Regions from separate parts of the Mus musculus genome. Here region 1 is linked to region 2. The links are chromatin contacts, called in public HiChIP or PLAC-seq maps. All regions are on one chromosome and are shown on one strand. The core of a region is the stretch at or near the end of the contact, and the rest is flanking DNA. Distances in the headings are between cores, read along the strand shown.

Evidence for each region. HiChIP or PLAC-seq counts read pairs in DNA pulled down with a chosen protein or histone mark.
Region 1: a FOXA1 HiChIP or PLAC-seq map of pancreatic cancer cells shows a contact between it and region 2. The contact joins two enhancer-like sites. A contact is called at or near these places in 1 of 39 promoter capture datasets (liver), 1 of 15 datasets of contacts at CTCF or cohesin (CD8 T cells), 1 of 484 Hi-C or Micro-C datasets (uterus), 4 of 115 datasets of contacts at active chromatin or transcription factors (CD8 T cells, memory CD8 T cells, pancreatic cancer cells and 1 more) and 1 of 9 other capture datasets (embryonic tail).

The regions. Positions count from the first base shown.
Region 1 is chr4:150,965,669-150,971,807 of GRCm38.p6, forward strand. It overlaps Gm30120 (a long non-coding RNA gene), which reads right to left. Exons shown (of 4, transcript XR_390979.2): 2 at 5,406-5,477; 3 at 2,755-2,918; 4 at 1-1,961. Among named protein-coding and RNA genes, the nearest start is that of Gm23405, 4.0 kb to the left of the region's middle. Within about 2 kb of position 3,538, at least 16 of the 459 cell types and tissues checked have an H3K27ac peak or open chromatin away from gene starts, as enhancers often do. A contact at or near this core is called in pancreatic cancer cells, where this site is marked.
Region 2 is chr4:150,811,050-150,818,006 of GRCm38.p6, forward strand. No RefSeq gene overlaps it. Among named protein-coding and RNA genes, the nearest start is that of Gm42356, 6.7 kb to the left of the region's middle. Within about 2 kb of position 4,327, at least 17 of the 459 cell types and tissues checked have an H3K27ac peak or open chromatin away from gene starts, as enhancers often do. A contact at or near this core is called in pancreatic cancer cells, where this site is marked.

The sequences.
Region 1 (6,139 bases), core at 2,288-4,787, 150 kb after region 2:
TCGAGAGTGCATAGTGCTCTTGCAGAGGAACCAAGCACCCATGCTTGGTGGCTCACCTGTAACTCCAGCTCCAGGGATCTGACGCCCTCTTCTGGCTACTGCAGGCATCTGCATACACTTGGTATGCTTTCTACACAAATGCATACATAAATGAAAACAAGTCGTAAAACTTGAACAGTAGCAAAAGCAACAAAAAACCATATTCCAATATAAATACCAGAAGACCTTCATTCTAGGATCCCAAAGTCTCTCAAATCACAAAACCAGAAAAGCCCGGTCTTCAGTCGTGAGCACCATATTTGTTTTGGGCATATCTGTACAGAGCATCTCCGATGACAGATGACACGTGGGTAACTCTCTGTTGAGATCTGCATCTGGGCTCTTCAACACGCTGAAACAGGTCTCTGGTTGTTTGGCTGTTGAATTAAATAATTAATTAATAAGTCCCAGTGGCAGGCTCACCACCCGCCTCAATGATATATGTTCCCCAAAGAAAGACATTCCTCCCCCTCCCCCCACACAGCCTTTATATTTTGATAGGCCTTAAGTAGCTCAATAGCTGGGCCACTGCCTAACCTCCACGTGCCAATAATCTCTGTTCTCTCTTCGCTGCCCTGGACCCAGCTGGGCAATCCTCTCTGGCCACACTCTCCCGGCTCCTTCACATGGTAGCTACCCTTCTCCGTCTGTCCCAAGCCCCAGGAAATTAAAAATACCCGACCTCTGTCTGTCCTCCCCAGCTTGGCTGTTGGCATTTTTATTTAACAGTCAGATTCCATTGGGGGCAGGTTCCCAGAAGCTACTTACAGACACTACTTGCAGTTTTGGGGACCCAAATTAACATTAGAAAACAAGCAGCATTTGGCCAAACCCACCTCATTTGGCAACCTGGATCTTGCTTAAAGGTGTTCAGCTTACCGGGGTCTCTGGATCCTCCTCCGCATTTACCCCTAATGTCACTTAGCGCGATGCTCAGATGTAAATATTTGACACCCACACTCACCCACTCACTTCTGCCACCCTGCTGTTGGAACTTTTTGTCAGATGAGAAACTGGAAAGAACAAAAACTCCCTCCGCCACAAGAGGGCGGTAGACACCACCATTGTGTGGGTGGCTACCTGGGACCAGGGAGACTCCAGGATGAAGAGGTGCCAGGAGTCATTTAATTATCACCTGTCTTCTTGCAGACAAGAAGGGAAAATGATGGTCATCTTCTGGGGACTAAGGAGATCACACTGTTGGCCAGGGTCTATACCCTCAGATGTTAACTTGGTCTCAATTAGACGGAACCAGGAAGTTCCTAACCACGTGCAATCAGCCCATCAGAAGAAAACATGGTCTTGGGCAGAGAATGAAAATTAGAGACAGCAATTTAAGTAACTAAGACCATTCTAAAGCATGCATGACACGTGGCTTTGTTTGGTTTTTGAGAGATGGTCTCATGTAACCCAGGCTCATTATGTAGATCAGCCTAATTCTGAACTCCTGATCCTCCTGCCTCCACCACACAGGGTGTATGCAGTCCTGGGGATGGAACCCATCTCACGGCGGCACTCCCACGGGCTGTTTCAGATCCAAGCTCCATGTAGTTAATGTAGCCTGAAATCTCACCATGTTCCAAGAAATTGCTAGAGCCAAGCCTGCTGGTATGTGCTTATAACCCTAGCATTCCCGAGGCTAAGGCAGGAGGACTGTTCCAAGTTTGACGCCAACCTGGTCTCAGCATTGAGTTCTAAGCTAGCCCGAACTATGTGTCCAGACTGTGTCTCAAAAACCCAGGAACAATGGTTAGATGAAGACTCCGTTGGTGAGATGCTCACTGTGGAAAAATGATGGCCGGAGAACTCCAGTTCGAGCCCAGAGCCAACGTCAAGAGGCTGGGTGACCTACTGCGCAGACGCAATTCTAGCACGGGGAGATGGAGAGCAGTTGGCTCCATGGCGCTTGACGGCCAGCCAGCCTAGCCAGAAAGAGAATTCATCTCAAGGAATCAACGTGGAGGGCAGAACGACACTCAAGTTTGTCCTCTGTCCTCCACAGGCACCTCTACATACACATATACATGTAAACACATACACATAAACACACACACACACACACACACACACACACACACACACACATACACACACGATTTCTAGGAAGAGATTCCTGCTAGGAAAAAAATGATCAAGCTGTTTGGTTGGAGCTTGGAGTCCACTGCTCACCCCTGCGTGGCCTGGGGAGCCCCGTCTAATCTCCGCCCAAACCCTCGCACACTGAAAAACTCTGAACAAAAGAAGGGCCCCAAAGGCGGGTGTGGTGGCGCACGCCTTTAGTCCCAGCACTTGGGAGGCAGAGGCAGGTGAATTTCTGAGTTCGAGGCCAACCTGGTCTCCAGAGTGAGTTCCAGGACAGCCAGGGCTGCACAGAGAAACCCTGTCTCGGATACCCCCCCCCAAAAGGCCCCCAAATCTCAGTTCCGCATTTCCAGCAGCTGATGCAATCTGCCAGCCCACCCGTGTAAGCGATCAGCTTTTGACTATATTTGGGCACAGTTCCGGCTCCTGGCTGATACATCATCGCCCGAGATCTATAAACCCCCTGGCCTTAGCCTGGGCTCGTGGTTTCCCTGGCTCTGTTCTCTGGGACCTGCGAACCCACCCAGGAGCTGCGCCCAATAAACGTGCACCTATTTACTTTTACGGTGATCTGATCTGGCCTATCGCGCTGGTGAAAACCTATTACAATCTTCTAGGAAAAGCATAATTTACCAAAACAGACTGAAGAAAGGAAATGCATAAATAAAACTGCCGTTGAGAAAGCTGAGGAAGAAGTTACAATTCCTGCCATGTTAGTCCAGAGGCCCAGGTAGTCCTTGACAGCCATGGGTGCAGTTATTCCAATATGTTCCAACTTCCGTGGGGTACAGGCAGGCCTGGAAAGTAGAGGGAGCAGTCTACTTACTGCCATGTTAATCTAATTGCTTCTGAAATTATTTTTTTTTTAAAGTTTTATTTTATGCGTCTCTTTGCGTGTGTACACATGCACCCGTGTGCTGGTGCCCATGCAGGCCAGAAGAGGGCATCAGATCCCCCCACCCCACCCCGGAGCTAGAGTATCAGGCAGTGGATGTGTTGCTGTGTGGATGCTGGGAGCCAAACCCTGGTCCTCTACAAGAGCAGCCAGTGCTTTTCAACTGCAGAGCCACCTCTCCAGTCCCTCAGATCTGAAATTCTTAAGCAAACTAGTGATTTTTGCAAATGAAACAGATTGGACAATACAAACTCTTGTCTCTCCTTTGCAAGAGCTGTTTCCCAGTTTTAACCGTGTCAGATGGTGGTTACCTTTGAATTAACGATGATTGACCAGTTAGTGATTGTAACAGGCATTGCATCCCTGAAGCCTTCACTTTCTGATACGGTCTATCCTGAGCTTCCTGCCCTGTGGTCAACTCTGACTCACTTCTTCCCTGTCACTTCTAAGGGATAGAAAGGGGCGAGGCTCACTGCCCACACACAGTCAACACAGGGCTGGGGATGACACATAGCTCATTGCCTTTGTGCTGGCCTCACCTGTGCGAAGATCAGCACTGCATTAGAATCAGGTGTGGTGGAGAACTGGGAGCCCTGCGCTTGGAGGAGAAGCTCAGGGTGACTCCTCGGCTACCCAGTAAGTTAGAGGCCAGCCTGGGCTACCGAGAACCTGAGTTTGATCCCCAGGACCCACACAGGAGGAGGGAACTAACTCCTGCAAATTGTCCCTTGGCCTCCACATTTGTACCATGACATTCATGTGCACATGCTCACACACATGAACACACACACACACAAACACAAAAGCAGTGTAGTTAAAAAAAAATCTTGTCTTAAAACAAGAACATTGTCACTGTAGGCCTGATTTAAACACATTTCTCTACATGCAAACCTGCCAGAGGTGTGTGTGTTAGCATCTGATCAGTCATCACAACATCTAAGGTGTGCAGGCAACAGTGAGCCTCGCCCAGCTGATCTACACAGTCAGTTCCAGGGTGGGCCAGGCCTGCACAGTGACACTGTCTTGACACAGCAAAGGGTCATTCAAAGGGCTCCATGGGTACCTGTCACCCAGCGAGACATCCGTGGGTACCTGGGTACTTGACAAGCTGAGTCAGGTCCCCCGGAACCCACAACTCCTGCAAGCTGTCCCCTGAAATCCATATGCACACTGTGGTATTCACCCCGCCCCCCCCCCAACACACACACGCTAAAATTAATTAAAATGTCGTTTAAATGTTTTGATAGGAACAACAAACATTTAGAAACCTTGGTCTTTCTAAATCAAGCACAACACAATGATATGAATGGGAAAAAAATCCCATTAAAAATAGCAGCTTAGGAAGGTGGTGAGATGGCTCAGTTGTTAGGAGCACTGGTTGCTCTTGCAGAGGAGCTGGGCTCACAGCACACTTGACTCCAGATCCAAGGGGATCCGACACCCTCTTCTGGCCTCCACAGCCTCCTCATACACACGTGGTGTACATAAACTCAAGCAGTCTCACAAACATACACATAAAGTAAAAGTAAATGAGTAAAAACTTATGTAGAGGGGTTGGAGAGATGGCTCAGTGGTTAAGAGCACAGGCTGCTCTTCCAGAGGTCCTGAGTTCAATTCCCAGCAACCACATGGTGGCTCACAACCATCTGTAATGGGATCCGATGCCCTCTTCTGGTGTGTCTGAAGACAGCTACAGTGCACTCATATACATTAAATACATCTTTAAAAAAAGAGAGAGAAGACGGGCGTGGTGTCGCACACCTTTAATCCCAGCACTTGGAAGGCAGAGGTAGGCAGATTTCTTAGTTCGAGGCCAGCCTGGTCTACAAAGTGAGTTCCAGGACAGCCGGGGCTATACAGAGAAACCCTGTCTTGACCCACCCCCCCCCCCAAAAAAAAAGAGAGAAAGAGAGATTCTGAAAAGCAGTTCAGAGTTCAGACCTTCAACAGATGATCCCCTGCTGTTGAGAAGCCTAAATTCATCCTGCAGTGTCTCAATCAATCAATCAATCAATCAATCAATTGTCAAGCATACCCTGGAGCACCAACACTATTTCTCAGTGACCTTGATCATTTTTCCTGTGATCTCTGAGTGTGCTACAGACTTAGCTCCTGTTTTTATCTTGTCTACATGATTATCCTTGTAGACGACTGCACAGAAAGACCTGGCTCTGCAAGAGAGCATGTTCCATCTAAGCATGGTGGTACACACCTATAATCTCAGCATTCAGGAGGTTAAGTCGGGAAGGTTGGGAGTGTGGGGCCAACCTGGGCTACACAGCAAGAACCTGTCTCTTTTGTTATTTTGTTGTTGTTGTTTAAGTAGGAGACAGGGTTGAAATGATGGCTTAGAAAATAAGAGCATTTGTTGCTCCTGAAGAGGACTCACCGAGAGCAGCTTACAGTGACTGTAATTCCAGCTCCAGGAGACTCGGCATCCTTTTCTGTTCTGGGTGGGCACCTGCACACACATGACATTGGATGAAAATAAATAAATAAAAAGGAAAAAAAAATAAAAGGACATGCCCGTTCCTACGTATGGTGGAGGGAAAATTTATTATAGACACCTGGGAGAGCATAGCCAGAGGCAGACACATCTGGGAGAGTCTAGAGGAGTGGTCTTGACCCTGAAGCACGTGGGGGGGGGCAGGGAGAGAGGAGAGCCAAGTACAGAGCCAGAAGCCAAAGGTGCAAAAGAGGCAGAGAGGGTAGGTAACTAAAATGTCTGGATTATATAGGGAACAGCCTCTGGGGGTTGTGGGCGGGACCATCCCTGGGCTGGTAGTCTTAGGTTTTATAAGAGAGCAGGTTGAGCAAGCCAGGGGAAGCAAGCCAGTAAGGAACATCCCTCCATGGCCTCTGCATCAGCTCCTGCTTCCTGACCTGCTTGAGTTCCAGTCCTGACTTCCTTTGGTGATAAAGAGCAGTGTGCAAAGTATAAGCTGAATAAGCCCTTTCCTCCCCAACTGCTTCTTGGTCATGATGTTTGTGCAGGAATAGAAACCCTGACTAAGACAAATTGGTACCAGAAGTGGGGTATTCCTGTGACAACCTGACCATCTTTTGGGGAGGATTGTGGAAGGACTTTGGAACTTTGGGCTAGCAGGTCCATTCAGTGTTAAG
Region 2 (6,957 bases), core at 3,077-5,576:
GATCACATGCTCACATCTGCCCAAGAGCTATCTTGGATCTGTGAATGAAAGATGCGCACACATTAACTTATTTTTAAAATGCCTTGGCTACCTCAAAGGATGGGCACTCCTCAACCTTCCCCTGCTACCCCAGGCCCAATTGGGGAAGTGGCCAACGTCACCTGAATTCTTACATGGCTGGTTGGCTTTATCTCCTGCCCCTCCCGTGTCCCATCCTTCTTCCCCGAGTCAGGGCAGTCCTGCGTCTCCTGCCCCCTGCCCCCTAGCCCTCAAAACTCTAAGGATCCCTTTGCCCAGACATTGGCTGCTAGTGAAAGACCCACAACGTGAGGACTCCCCCACGTTCTGACTCAGGAGAGGCGACACCCCAAAATCACCAACGAGAAACGGTCTTGCTGCAAATTGCAAGAGGATTTTTATTCAAGAGCGCTCTCGGGCCCACGGTCATACACCACTCAGGGGTAGAGGACCGTGGAGCCCCGAGTAGCTGAGTAAGGGGGTATTTAAAGGAAGGAACCACAACTCAAGGAGGTGGGAAGGGCGTTGTTGGAAAATACCAAAAATACCAGTTAAGAGTCACAAGGAAGTACAAAGTCACAAGTGTCAGGTTATCTTTCAAGACAGTTTCTAAGAGCCCCTAACAATCTAAGAGCCCCTAGCAATAGCACCTTTGCATAGTGGGTTCCAGCAATGGTCAGGGTGGGTCAGGGTGACTTTCTTTGAATGAACACTCTTTGAACCCAGGAAGCGGGTGGGTAGAGGAAGGAATGTCGCTATCTGTTTTATGATTAGCATACCTTGGAGCACTGAGTTTACTACTCTTTCATTAGCATCTTTATTGATTGATCAGAAACCAATTGGGAACAAGGACCTTGGGCATTTGGACATGCAGACTCCTAATTGAATCAATCCCCAACACTTAGATGACATTCTTGGAAAGGCAAGACTTGTCCACGGTAGGGGGAAATTAGAGTGCTTGTCTGAAGAGCTGAGCTGCAGGGAGTTCCAGGAAGCCATGAAGGCCATGGACATGAAGGGGTTGAGCTCCGACAGAACACATTTGATGGTGCACTGGAGAGTCACATGTCTGGAGCTGAGAGTAGACCTCAGTGGAAGTGCGCCTGCCTCACGTGCATGGCCTGGCCCTGGTCTCCAGCACTATACTTTTTTTTTTAAGAGCCATGTATTTTATTGCATCTGAATTCTTCTTCAAACTAGAAAGAAACAGTTAGACACAGATGCTGAGTCCCGAGCTTTGACGGGTGTTTCTGTAACTTCTCTTTACTATGAAATGCCTCCACAATGAGGATAGACCCATGAGGGCACACACAGCACCATGATAGTGTCCATGGATCTGCTAATGTATAGGAATTAAATGTAAAAAAGACAAACCAGGGCTGGGGACGTGGCTCACTGGGAAAGCACTTCATTGGGACCCTGAGCTGTGTCTTTAACACTGGCAGTGCGGGGCAGACGCAGATGAGACTGGGTACCACAAGGAATACACAGATGGATGGAAAGAAGACAGGAGAGCGAGAGAAGCCCAACCTCTTCAATGGTTCACACCTCCCTGACTCCTCAGGCTAGGACCAAGCTTCCTCTTCATGGGCCTTTTGGGGGACATTTCAGACTCAGACTCCAGTGAGGGGTGTGGCCATTCTCCGTGTACACCTTTGGCACAGCCCTCGCTTCAGAATCAGGATGTCATGTCACACACTGCTTTCGTCACCAAAAGGCAATGGTTTAAAGTCAACCTAAGCAGAGAAGAACCTCAGCATACAGCGCTGACTAAAACTAGTGAAGCTGGTAATACAATAAATGAGTGGCTTGCCAGGCAGTGGTGGCACATGCCTTTAATCCCAGCACTTGGGAGGCAGAGGCAGAGAAACCCTGTCTCAAAAATAAATACAAATAAATAAATAAATAAATAAATAAATAAATAAATAAATAAGTGGCCCAGCTCCCCCAAAGAGGGTGCAGAGGAAAAGAACCTGGGTGATTTTCCTTATATTATGTGCTTGTATATGTATACACACGTGTTCACAACACGTATGTATGTGGTGTATGAGCATGTGTGTGTTCAGGCACATTCGGATACCACAGGGTGACTTCAGGTGTCCTGCCCTGTGGCTCTACACGTTGTTCCCTTGAGACACTCTCACTGAAACGAGCTAGCCTGGCCTCCCCAGCGATCCTCCCCCACAGCGCTGGAGTTGATGGCGCTCCTGTGATGTTGCTCCTTGCCTGGCTTTTTATCTGGGTTCCTGGGATTTGAACTCAGCTCCTCGTGCTTTCAAAGCCGGTGCCCTTACCCACTGGGTCATCTCTTCAGCCCAAACATATTTAAATCTGAAGCACAGTCTGAGCTCCAGTATGTGATCCTGAAGACAAAAGCACTGGCTCACAGCGGTGAGGGGATGGTGCCTATGGGGACACTCATGCTTTGCAAGTATTAGAACATGAGTCCTGAGCACGCTCATAGAAACTAGGTATACATTTGTAGATGTAGCAGTGCAGAAAAGCATATATGGAGAATGACTGCTCTCCTGAGGTATATATATGATGGTATATACAAGATAAATACATATATACATATACACATACACATTACATATACACCTACACATACATATATACATTTACACATATACACACACACACACATACATATACATATTTCCCCTGAGCTCTGATACATGTGTATATGCTCTGTATATGTGTATACATACATACATATATACAGAATGTATATATACAGAAAATATATATATATATATCTTACATTCACACATATATACAGGATGAGTATATACAGAATATACATATATATATACATACATACATACATATGCATACACACATGTGTATATATATACATATATGTGTATGTGTGTGTGTATATATATATATACACTCAGGCCCCTGGAGCCTAAGTCTAAAAGGTTGCTCAAAGGCTCATGTATTGAGGGCTTGTATTTAGCCTGTGGTGCTACTGGGAGGTAGTGAACTCTTTAAGAGGTGGGGCGGTGGAGGGAAGTTGTCTCATTAGGAGAGTGATGGTTCATCAACCTGACTGTGTTTGGAACCACCTAGGAGACACACCCCTGGGTGTGTCTGTGAGGGTGTGTCTTAGAGGTTTAACTGAGGATGGTAAAGCTATGAAAACCAGAGACACGAAGGTCCCTTGGGCTTGCTGGCCAGCTAGTCTAACTGATGAGCTCCTGGGTTCAACGAGAGACCCTGTCTTCAAAAATAAGGTGGAGTGCAATGGAGAAACCCAAGGAGGCATCAGAACTGCATATAATGTGGGATCCTGGAACGAGATACACAGGGAAGAATAGAGGCATCGACGGGAAACTTGGATAAGGGTTTTAGAAAGTCATACTCTTCTGCAAATTTTCTGTAATTCTAAAAATTATTACGTAATAAAAAATAGAAGTCGAAATGGATTGCTGGGTGGGCAGATGGATGATGTAATTAATAACTGGATCATCAACTGGAAAAAAAATCAGCTGAGTCGAGTGTGCCGTGAACATCTGCAGTCTGCAGTCCCAGCGCTTAGAAAGCTGAGGCAGGAGAATTGGGAATTTAAGGCCAACTTAAGTCACATTGTAAATCCAAGGCCGGCTTGGGTTACATGAGATCCTGTCTTAAAGACAAAAACATGTAAACAAACAAAGCCAACTGTAGAACTCAAATAAGGGAGGGCTCACCGTGCGGCTCCAACAGGCTCCCGCACAGTCAAGAGTTTCAAAAATGAAAAACTGACAAGAGCCAATCAACAAACCAAAGTTAACCTTGAATCTGGCCTCGGAGTACAGATTCCCACCTGTGGTCAGGAAGCCTGTGAGATCAGCAGATAGGAGTGTAATAAAACTGTGTTTGGTGACCCGTGGGACACCACAGGAGAAGAAGGTCATCTACCGTGAACGAGAACCCCTGGATATCAACAACAAAGTAGCCAAGTGAACAGCAGAGAGGACTGCGGTGACCAGGGGAGGGGACCTGTCTGCGTTTTAGTCTGGGAACACTCAGGGGAGACCACTGTGCGAGGTGCCTTGTAGTAGACGGTGGCCCTAATGAAACTCCACGCCATGGCAGCCCAGGCTGTGCCTGTGAGTGTGGGGTCCCTCTTATCAGATGCTGATAGCAAAAGGGATGGGGCAGTGGGGCCAGCTAAGTCGGGGTTGGTGTGAGTTGGTACAGTCGCCTGATTAAATATTACTTAATTACTAAATAAACTGATCTCATGAATCAGTCCCCCAGTAAAATGATGTAACAAGCAATAAATCTGCAGTGGTGACCTTTGGTGTTCCGGATGAATGTACACACTGTAACCCACATATTTATCATGGAGGGAGGGAAACTGTGCAGTCGTAATGGAATACACACATGTCCCTTGGAGACTGGGAACTAGAGGAAGGGGGTGAAGGGAAAAACATGCTCTAAAGATTCACAGATGAGAAATGTCCTATGAGATAATTCAGAAAGCTTATGGTTCCCCGTGTGGGACAGGAAACGCCTAAGGTCCAACTCAACCCTCAGAAGATATACATTCAGGGAAAGTTCCAAACCTAGTCCTCCAGGGAGCACGGAGAGAAACCAGCCCAGAAGGCTGAGGCTACATCCGCTGCAAGACTTATCTGGTTCTCCAAGTGAGTGATCAAAAACGTTGGATGCAGAAATACCATTTCAGAGATGGAGAAGGTAAAAATGACCACACAAGGATGGAGCCTTTCCAGGCGACTTGTGGAGTGTCAGATTTGTCCATCTCTGATAGACCACTTGAGTCGAGATCGAATTCTGGTCTGAAACCATGAAGCTAGGGAACACGGGTAAGAATTTATCCTAGCCCTTTCAGCAACATGGCAGAATTTTGAGTACTGCAGAGGGGACAGTTACTTAGTGTTTCTAATGGACCCTAAGAGGGTCATCTTCTAAAACTTAACCTCCCCTCAGTCCTGTGTCTGTGCGTATTTGTGCTCAAGCACATGTGTGCATACATGTGTGTGTGCTGCTTGCATGTGTGTGTGTGTGTGTGTGTGTGCATTTGTGTGCATTTGTGTGAGTGTGTGGAGAACACAGGCGGATATCAAGTGCCTTCCTCCACTTCCTCGGTTACTCTTCAACTTAGTTTTTGTTACAGTATCTATCGATGAAGCTAGAGCTGACTAATTCAGTTGAATTGGCTGGCAAGCTCTAGGAATCCTCCAGTCTTTGCCTCCCCAGGCCTGGGATTAAATGGTTGCACTGCATGCCTGGATTTTTTTTTTTTTTTCCCTACATGGATTCTAGCAGCTGGATCTCAGGTCTCTATACTTATACAACAAACACTTTACCAACAGACATCTCCCCAAGCCATAACCATTTTTTAAAGTTATGCTAGCCATTGAACACCTTTGTGCACCAGGCCTGTGCTCTTCAAGTAGACAGAGTAAATCCTCCGATGCTAGCTTCTTCTGAGACCATGCACTACTCCCAACAGGACATAGCTCAGAACAGCTGCTGACCGGCCATCCTCAGAGATGCGGCGAACACTACTCGGTACAATCTGTGAGCCTCCTCCACTGCTTTTTCCTCTGTATACACTGAAGTCTTGCCAAGGGTTGAACTAAAAATTATTCCAGCTGCACATACATCTCAAGATGTCCGAACAGAGCCCCCGCTCCAGCCAGTAAGACACTCCCCATCTCAGCTCCATAAGCAACGCGCCACACCCCTGCCTGTAAAGTTCAAAGACCATATGCCCAAGTGGGACTGTGGCAGCTTGAGAAAGAATAGAAAACATGGCAAATTCATCCTGCAGCGAGTCTCAGATGTGTTAAAACAAACAAATCGTCTGAGTGTAAACAGATACTTGTAATTGTGCTTCGACAGGGAGTAGGAGCTGAGCCTTCCGTTGCTGTGAGCTTTCTTTCAACTCTTTTTCTGAGCTAGATCAGTAAAGAAGCACACTTGCTTTGGGTAGATCTGATAGCTTTCTTATGAATGTGACGAGTCTAGCTTCGTGGTTAAAGGCGGCCGGGATCCCTGGGACTGGGCTTATCTATCTCATTCTAGTGTAAAATGAGGATTACCTGGGCATCTGAGAGGCAGATTTATAGGAGGGCATTTTTAAGGGAACTCTGAGGCTTCATGTCTCTGAGCAAAATAAATAAATAAATAAAAGTCTCCTTCCCACCCACGGCCACTGCTGTTCCCTAGAGCAAAGCTAACTGCTTCAGGAGTTGAGGGTGAGTTGCTCACGGATGCTTGCCAAGTCTTCTTGGACATTTGAAATATAACTCCCCGATTCCATTTGTTTTTTTTTAAATGTATTTATAATCTATTTATTTTGTGTACGAGCCCCCACTGCATACCACTGGAGGTTAGAAGAGGGTGTGGGATCCCCTGGGACTGGAGTTAAGTATGGTTATGAGCCACCATGTGGGTGCTGGGAACTGAACTCAGGTTCTCTGCAAGAGCCACACATGCTGATGAGTTGTGTCCCCAGTTGCGCCTCACCCCCACACTTCTAAGTTCCTGACTATGGACTTGAGATGGGGACTTTGCAGGATGCTGTACGGAGGGGCAATGCTTGCATGTATGCAAATCATTCGGGTGTGATGTATGCCCAAAGGAGATCCTCGCTCTCAAGACAGGAGCTCCGCCCCTCTGTAGACCAGCTGCTAGCTTTCCCTTCTTCTTCTACTCCTATGTGCCTCCCACTCGCCTGTTCCTTAAGGGGCTGCCACCACACTCCAGAATAACAAAGAGAATCTACACTAACTCTTCCTTCAGGTCAACAGCTTCAGTCTACACAGTTAACTGGTAAAAAAGTCCACACGGACTTCACTTCATACCTGATCGGCGTGAGAGTCCCACACAGAGCCAGAGGCTCGGAGAGTGGCAGGATGCTCTGAGTGCAGGGTCAGAGGCCTGCAGACATAGCAGGCTGTGGGGAAGTGCACAGCCACC